Regions from separate parts of the Oryctolagus cuniculus genome. Here region 1 is linked to region 2. Evidence: chromatin contacts called from public Micro-C data. All regions are on one chromosome and are shown on one strand. Each heading gives the region's core, a stretch centred on a gene start, on an enhancer-like site or on the middle of the called end of the contact. The rest is flanking DNA. Distances are from core to core; before and after follow the strand shown. Region 1 overlaps LOC138850050 (a long non-coding RNA gene). Region 2 holds the start of ZNF608 (zinc finger protein 608).

Region 1 (3,893 bases), core at 113-2,612, 250 kb before region 2:
AGACACAGACACTGATACCCACATCGTGGCACACTCCTGTAACAGAGCCCACTGTGAGGACCAGCATGACCCATCCTGCCCTCTGTAGCCCAACAGGAATTGACTGAGGCTGGGAAAACCGGGCTAAATGCTGCTCCTCTCCCTACTGCTTTTGCTGTGAATAACAAATAGTTCTTTGTCCCTGACTAGGGAGTCTCATGTTTTCTGCCAACATCCATGAAATTTTGGCAGGATAACTTGCTAGTCTGAAAGCAGGGTAAAATCTCAGAACATTCACATCCTATTCAGTATGGTACCAAAAACTTAGGTAAATCTAATTATTTTATGTATGCAACATTATTTTAAATGGCCCAAAGAATCATTTTTCTTACTTTTATACATTTTTGTGTTTCATTCTCAGACCATTCAATATGTGTGCTTATTTTATTCTTTACTCACAAGATGTCCTTTTATAAAAAAAAAATACGTGTCTATATTTAGGCAGTAATTAAAGGTTTGTGCTAGTGACCAGAGATGACCAAATGCAGTACATTCTGAACACAGACACAGTCCAGAGATGTATCATTACCTAAACTTAGAACACTGAGGAATGCAGATTTTCAAAGAGTACAAATTCCATTTCTCCATCTGCCACATGCAGATGAGGTCATGGAATCAGAATACATTAACATTTCAAACCCAAGTTCAAGACAGTACCATGAAGAAACTAACAGCAGCAAATGGCAAATTCAAAACAACTACAGCTCTCATTATTTGATTATCTCTGATTGAAAACATGCAGTTGGGCCACATTCTTAAGAGTATTTAAAGAGACAGACAAAACACATCAGCTGATGGCTCTTCTAAAATCATACAATGAGATCACCAAAGCAAACATTCAGGGTATGTTTTCTCAACACCACAAACATCCAAGAAGAGAGTCACTGTTTTTCTCTAGCTCTCCCTGAGCCTGGCCATTCTGGAATAACAGGCTTCTACCATCTGCCCCTTCGTGAATGACTTGTAGAAACTGACATCTAAAATAACTTGATGGGGGTAATTAAACCTAACCAGTCTTGGCTACTTTCTCAAATGTCATAATAAAAGGGTAAAATTATATACTAGACATAGTTGTTTTCCAAAGTGGGAAACATAAAAATTTAAGGAGATGAATTATAATGTTATGACAGCAGTATTTTTACAGAGTGGACCTATGAATGTGGCACTGGTGAGACATTTTTCCCCTTGCCCTGCTGTTGGGAGTTGCCGTCCGCCCCTGCTTTCTTCCTCCTCCACTTTCCTTACTCGGTCATTATCAAATGCACTCATCTTGTTTAAATAACACGGTCCTTAACCTCTGTTTGATGTTGAGAACGTAGGGCTGCTGAAATTACAACCAGGAGGGTAGGAGAGAGGGCGAGAGACACAGGCAGAGAGGAAAATAGAAACAAAATTCACATTTAAGCCTTGTTACAACCCCAAAATATTCCAAGTTCAAAGCATGACCCCTTCTTCTGGAAGGAGGAAGCCAAACTGACAATAGATATTCCAGCCTAATAACCTGGTCAAACTGGACACAATGAATGGTTGTTAGGTTGATGGTTGATTTCAGGATTTTAACATGGTTTCATATTAACACAGCTCATGGGCCAGTATCTAATCTAAATAACTCTTCACAATTGTGAATCTGAAAGAAAACCCAGTAAAAGTAGTATCTCCTTCACCATGCATTTGTTACTGACCTATCAAGCTTTTAGACACATCTACACCAAAACTCTGCTTATAAACAAGACTTAGGGTGACTCAGATGGTACCTACTGAGAATCACGAATCTTGCTCGTGTTAGCTCAGTCGTCTGCCCCTCCGTAGCTGCCCAGAAGGGACATACATAACTCACCTTCATACCAGGGGATTACTAAAATGATAGCAAAGGAAAGCTGTGTTTTACAGTTCTTCTAAGTCACAAAGCTTTGCTCTCCCTCTCCCTCTTCCCCCTCTCCCACCCTCCCCCCACCCCCCGCCCACACACACAAAGGATTTACAGAGGCATGATTTGAGGTGCAATCTTGATTTACATAATCAAGAGCTCGCCAAGTCCAGAAGTCTATGGATTGATACTGCTTCACCACCAAAGTGCAGTCTCACTGATGTGATGTGTTCCATGCAAGCTCCCGAGAGGAGAAGCCGCCACAACCCCAAAGGGGAGCCCCTCAGAGTCCATCTTCCACTCCCAGCCAAGGGCGTGATGCTGGAAAGCCAGTCCCTCTGCTTTCCACTCGCCTAGGGAACAGCTACCGAGCTCACTCGCTCCCTGTGACGCCTTTTCTATCAAACACTGAGCCACTTCCATGCTTGCGTGCAGTGATGAACACACAGTAACCGCACTTTCTTCACATCAGTTCAGCTGAAGTCAGTGTGCCAGAATGTACCTTGATTTGGAAGATACAATTTTTCCGCCGATCTGTGAAAACAGAATCAACTGAGCTAAGTTTATATCAATTCTGAGAAGGGAAGAGGGGAGGGAGGGAGGGAGGGTGGAAGGAGAAAGAGAAAGAATGAAATAGAAAGAGTTGACTCCCTTCAGGGTAAGAGCTGATGGAATTCAAGGCTGCACTATTGCCAGTCCTTCTCACTGGGGCTGAGCCATCTAATTGCCACTTTGGGGGTGTCATGCCACCCTCTTCCCACCAGCCTCTGCTCACGTACAGGGACTTGTACGTGAGGCTCCCTCTACCTCGTATTCCTGGAACTCTGTGATGATCATCCAATCCTGAGACCTCTTCAGCCCTGTCATCCTCTCGGCACGTCGAAGTCGCAGCTGGGACCCGAGAGTGCATTGCACGTTCTCTGCATGTTCTGGGGCCACCAGGAGGCTGTCCGTGGCCTCCCTGCCTAGGTGTCTCGGTGCCACTGTCACTGCACCAAAAGCTGCTCCAGTATCACACTGGTTTTGCACTGCCTATAAGAGGCCACAGCTTCTGCTCCTGCACCCTGGGAGGGGAGACACACAGTCCCCAGCTCTGGGATCCCAGCTAGGATGTCAGGCTACTCCCTCCTCTGCCTCTTCCTCTCCGTCCTCCTTACCTCTCACTCCATTCCCCAGGGCTCACCCACCATTTTGGTTCTAGTTTGTTCTCTACCTTTCTCCGCCTTCCCACCTTCTACTCAGTCCTCTTTTGGCTGAGAAAGCTACTGCTTCATTTTCCACTGTGCTATGTTTCATGACACTGTATACACCAGGGGACTTCAAAATTACTGGAAAACTTCAAAGATGTTTCTTTTGGCACAACACATTTAGAAAGCCTTGACCAGGTTTTTCACAATACACGGTTTTCATGAACTTTTTGAAGACCGTCCATACACCTCCCACATTTCAGTCCTCCATGTCTTGCTGTTTGGTGTCTCAAACCACAAACTTCAGGGACACCTAATCCCTCTAATCACAAGCACTTAGCTCCGTCACATCAGAAACACAACGTCGACATTAATTGGTCAACACTGGAGGACGCTAATAAGAGGTCCATTGTTCTTGAAAGTGGGAAATAAGATTGAGCAATCAACATGTATCTTGCCTTCCCTATAATGTACGCCACAAAAAAACAAACAGTAAGTGAGGAAACATTTTCTTTACAAAAGTATCCCAACTTTTTTCCATTTTTTTTACATCATGAATGCATTTTTACATAGATACAACTTTAGGAATATAATGGATCTTTCCCCCATGTCCCCCACCCCACTCACATCCCACCTCCCATTCCCTCTCCCATCACCTTCATTATGGATGATTTTTAGTATGACTTTATAAACAAAGGACCAACTCTATGCTCATCATAGATCCAACTTCTAAAGGAAGAAGCAATGTGAGAATTCAATGCAACATCTGTAACAAAAGATATCAATGGCCACAAACATTG
Region 2 (4,099 bases), core at 776-3,275:
CTGGGTATAGAGGACATGGCTTGGTTGTAGTTATATTAAATCTATGTGGCAGGCCCTTTTCCAACTTCACTAGGTCTCATTTTTTTTTTTCCAAATGCCCTTTGAAGTCCTGTTGTTTTAAGAGCCAGTCATTGATTTTTCTAAACTAGTATAACATATGGAGTAGCCATCGGCTTCCAAAGGCTGAAATGTAGATGACACCCCAGGGACTCAGGAAGTGCCCAAGAGTGATCTGGTCCTTTGAGAAACTAGTCTTCTCAAAGAAAAAAGTTAAAAAAAAAAAAATACCACCATATGGTGCTTTGTTATCATCAATGGGCCATGCATGCATGTAAAAACCTGGGCACACCAGAACATAAAACAAACATCAAAGTTAAAATGAAGGATAAGTGGATATCAGATACCTGATTTGTCCCCTTTCATTTAATGTACAGCTTTGATTTGAATACAGATAGACTTGGGGGAGATCTAAAGACCTATAGATGGTGTTCCTCTGGTTTAAATACCCCAATAAAGGCTGGAGACTGCTGTTTGTAACAACCTGTGATGTCAAATCTAGTTCATGTAAGGAAGTGAAACAGCTAATTGGCAATTTTTTTTATGGACTAAATATATAGAAAGCTCAGAGGTGAGTCAGTAGCCATTGCTTAAGATACGAGACATAACCATCCACAAAGTCACAGCTGAACACGGGAGTCACAGGTCCTCTTCTGGCAGCACTGACGCCTTCTGTGTGTCCCTGTGAGGTAGACACCTCCACTGTCCCGTGGAAGTTACCGTCCCAGCAGTACCCGCCCCTTCAAAACCTGGGATCCTGATGCCTTTGATTAAATTCGCAGCACTTTCTGGCTTTAAGATGTCCACATTCCATCTCCCGAAGAAAAGAATGGGAAATTGCAATGAAATATTTAAAATGTGGTCTAAAGGTTTAAAATATATAAACACGTTAGCTTAGGTACCCTTGGAACAGCTATTACAGTAAAATGCTCAACTTGTTATTTCATATTAACCTCTCTTATCCTGTGACCTCACAGTCCCATTAACTCGGCTGCTGGCATTCCTCCCACCATAAATCCAGAGGAAGTTCCCTGTCTAGGGGCTGCAGTCCCGGTCTTTCCAGGACTTAACCCCCACCCCGAGATAGGGTTACAGATCTGGGGGCGAGGATAGGGCGACTGAAAAATTGCCACCTGGGTTTGTCTAAGGGGTTAATCTGCCTAGAATATTTCTCTACCACCCATCGATTTTCATTTAAAAAAAAAATAATCCTGGCCTTTGGCGTTAATTCGGTTGGCTGGGGCTTTATTTTATCTTTCAGCCTTTTTTTTTTTGGAGCCGCCTAAGACCAGGTGGAAAAGCCTTGTTCAGGGAAAATCTCTTCCCAGAGTGGCGCTGCAATGGTTGCCAGCGCTCGAGGACCAGGAGCCTGGCAACAAAAGGGTTACTGGTTCCCCCAACCACCGCCTCTACCCCCGAATCGATTTTTCTTATTTAATCAGCGAGTTAAAAAAAAAAAGGGGGGGGGGAGTTGCAGGCTGGACCCTGCGGTGGGGGAGGGTGCGAGGCCCGAGCCGCGACTCGCAGCATCCGTGTCGGGAGCCGGGGCTACAAGCCCCCGGAGCCGGGAAGGGCCGGCCCCCGGGCGCTCGCCGCTCCTCGGCTTCCCGCTGCCCGCGAGCGACCGCGTTTTGCGTCCTGCACACCCTCACCCTTGCATTTACCGGCAGCCTGGCCTCGCAGCCTGTTGGAGCTGTGTTTTAATAAATAAGTGTTTTCTGTGAATGAGGCAGTCATTTTTTTTTCTCTTCCTGCGGGAGGTTCCTCACCCCCGATCTGGTTGGAAAAGAAAGCGCTTTGTCTGCACAGCCCACCCCCCCGGCGCACCCCACCCGCGCCCAGGGTGTGCTTTATACGCGGGTGTCTCTCGGCCCCCTCCAGTAGCCCCGAGAAAGCAGCCGGCCAATCGGAGGGCCCGGTTTCATAAAAGCTGCTCTCTGATTGGCCCGATGCGAAAGGGCACTGCGAACAAAGAAAAGTCCCTTTCAGGTACAGCGGCTGGGAGCTCGCTCTGCTGCGCTCCCCCGCGTGTGCGTGCGTTGAGTTCCAGCCCAGATTTCGGTGCTGCACACCAAGCCGGTTGCGCGTGTAGGCACTGGGGGCAGGGGGAGGGAGGGGAAGATTTTTTTCGTTGTTGTTGTTGTTTTTTTAACTTTACATTTTTTTTTATAAAAAGTACACAGGACGGTCTGTGACACTCTGATGGTCCATCTTCTTTCCTAATAAATTTGTTGAAGAGATTAGAATTTCCAAAATAAAGCGGCCGCCACCACCACCACCACCACACACATTCAATGCAGTTAGAAGGAAAAGGTCAACTCGGTGCCAGACAGACCGTAAGTACGGTTGCGTGGTGTGTCTCTTCTCTCTCTCTGGCGCTTAGCGGGGACTGGAGGCAGGGGAGTGCTTGGAAGGCGGAGCTGGCCCCAGGGTCCGGCTTGCGCCTCTGCAGCAGCCCGGGCCGGGGAGCCGTGTTACCCAGCGGAGGCTGCAGCGTGAGTTGAACCTCACGCAGTTCCGCTCCTCCGGGCGCTCGGGGGGACTTGCAGCGAGCTGCCCTTGCGGGGCTGCAACCCGCAGGACGATGGAAGCCACGCAGCTCCAGGTCCCGGGCCACAGGGTCAGTCCTCTCGCCCGCCTGCGCCCTCCCTCTGCTGTCCCGGCTGGGGCAGCCCCCTCCCCAGGCCGAGCCCGGAGAAGGGGGAGGGGACCCAGCCGGGTCTCTGTCCCCCTGCCACGTCCCAGTGTCCAATAATTTAATCTCAGACCCGTGTCCCAGTGCAATGGTGATGAGGACCGTTTTTTCCACCTCTTAAAAAAAAAAAAAAAAAGCAAGCAAGCCCTCCAAATACCATTGAGAAAGGAAGAGAGGAAAAAAAAAAAAAAGGCCCCACCCAACCCAAACAAACCCACAAATAGTAACAACGGTGTGTTTATTCCCGGGCTCGGCCCGGGAGCTCGCGAGACGGTTCTTTGTTTCCTACGAGGGCGGTGGGGTGGCAGTGTGGGGGTGGGGAGCCCCTCAAACGCCCCCGAGCAGCCCCCGGCCCCGGCCGACAAATTGGAGCGAAGTTGAGGAAAGGTTTATAAGGTGTTTCTGCAAAACATCTGCTGGGCTCCCCGCGCCCCGGGCAGACCCCAGGACGCGGGGCTCGGGTGGGTGCGGGGCTCGGGTGGGTGCGGGGGAAGCCCGCAGCACGTGCGGGCCGCCCCGGCGCGGGGGCGAGCGCGGGGACAGACCGTCAGCAGCTGACTGGTTGTGTGTGTGTGTGTGTGTGTGTGTGTTTTTTTAAAGACCAGATCAGTATTTTCTTGATACCTTGTCACCATTTTCGCTCTCACGACGGCCAATGGAGCCCGCGGCGCGCACGTGACGCGGGCGGGCCCGCTCCGGTGCGGTGGTTGGCCGCCCCGCGAGCCCGCCGCCCCCGCCCGCAGCCCCGCGCTTCCCGCGGAGCCCCCCACCCCGCGCTCCCCATCCATCACCGATTCATTACTGCTTTTAGCTTTCCCGACGCCGGCTAATTAAAAAGACGAAGCCGGGGCTCCGCGCCACTCGACGCGGGCGGGGGCGGCGGGAGGAGGAAGAGGAGGAGGAGGAGGAGACACGCGGGGACACGCACCGGCCGAGTACCAGGAGGGGAAAAGTGTCCTGGAAAAGGTCGCCTTGAAAAAAAAAAAAAAAGATTTTTTTTTCCTGACTCTAATTATCGAATTACCACATGACCGATGGGCTGGAGCGACACAGGCCGCCCTCCTCCTCCTCCTCCCGCGTCGCCCGCTCCCTCAGGGACTATCCTGGGAACTCGGTTCCTTTTTCTTAAAACAACATAAAAGAGGAAAGCACCACATCCTCTCGGGTGGGAGGGCCGCGCCCCCTCGCCTCGGCGCGCGCGGCCGCCGCCCCCAGCCCCCACACCTGTGCCCCGCGCCGCGGCCGCGCTCCTCCCCCGCCTTCCTCCTCCTCCTCCTCCTCCTCCTCCTCCGCCGCCGCCCCCGCCTCGGCTCCTAAGTTAGTTGGAGAAATCAAATCTGTCAGGAA

What was found. A called contact is a pair of places that touch in the nucleus more often than the background predicts.
Region 1: a Micro-C map of ear pinna shows a contact between it and region 2, with 3 times the contacts expected there. The contact joins the enhancer-like site here to the promoter of ZNF608 in region 2. A contact is called at or near these places in 3 of 6 Hi-C or Micro-C datasets (ear pinna, embryonic fibroblasts and skin fibroblasts).

Annotation. Positions count from the first base shown.
Region 1 is chr6:14,526,985-14,530,877 of mOryCun1.1, reverse strand. All of the region lies in intron 1 of LOC138850050 (a long non-coding RNA gene), which reads right to left. Among named protein-coding and RNA genes, the nearest start is that of ZNF608, 250 kb to the right of the region's middle. Within about 2 kb of position 1,362, at least 2 of the 8 cell types and tissues checked have an H3K27ac peak or open chromatin away from gene starts, as enhancers often do. A contact at or near this core is called in ear pinna, where this site is marked.
Region 2 is chr6:14,273,819-14,277,917 of mOryCun1.1, reverse strand. It overlaps ZNF608 (zinc finger protein 608), which reads left to right and starts at 2,025. Exons shown (of 10, transcript XM_070076059.1): 1 at 2,025-2,145; 2 at 2,234-2,393. The coding sequence starts at 2,352.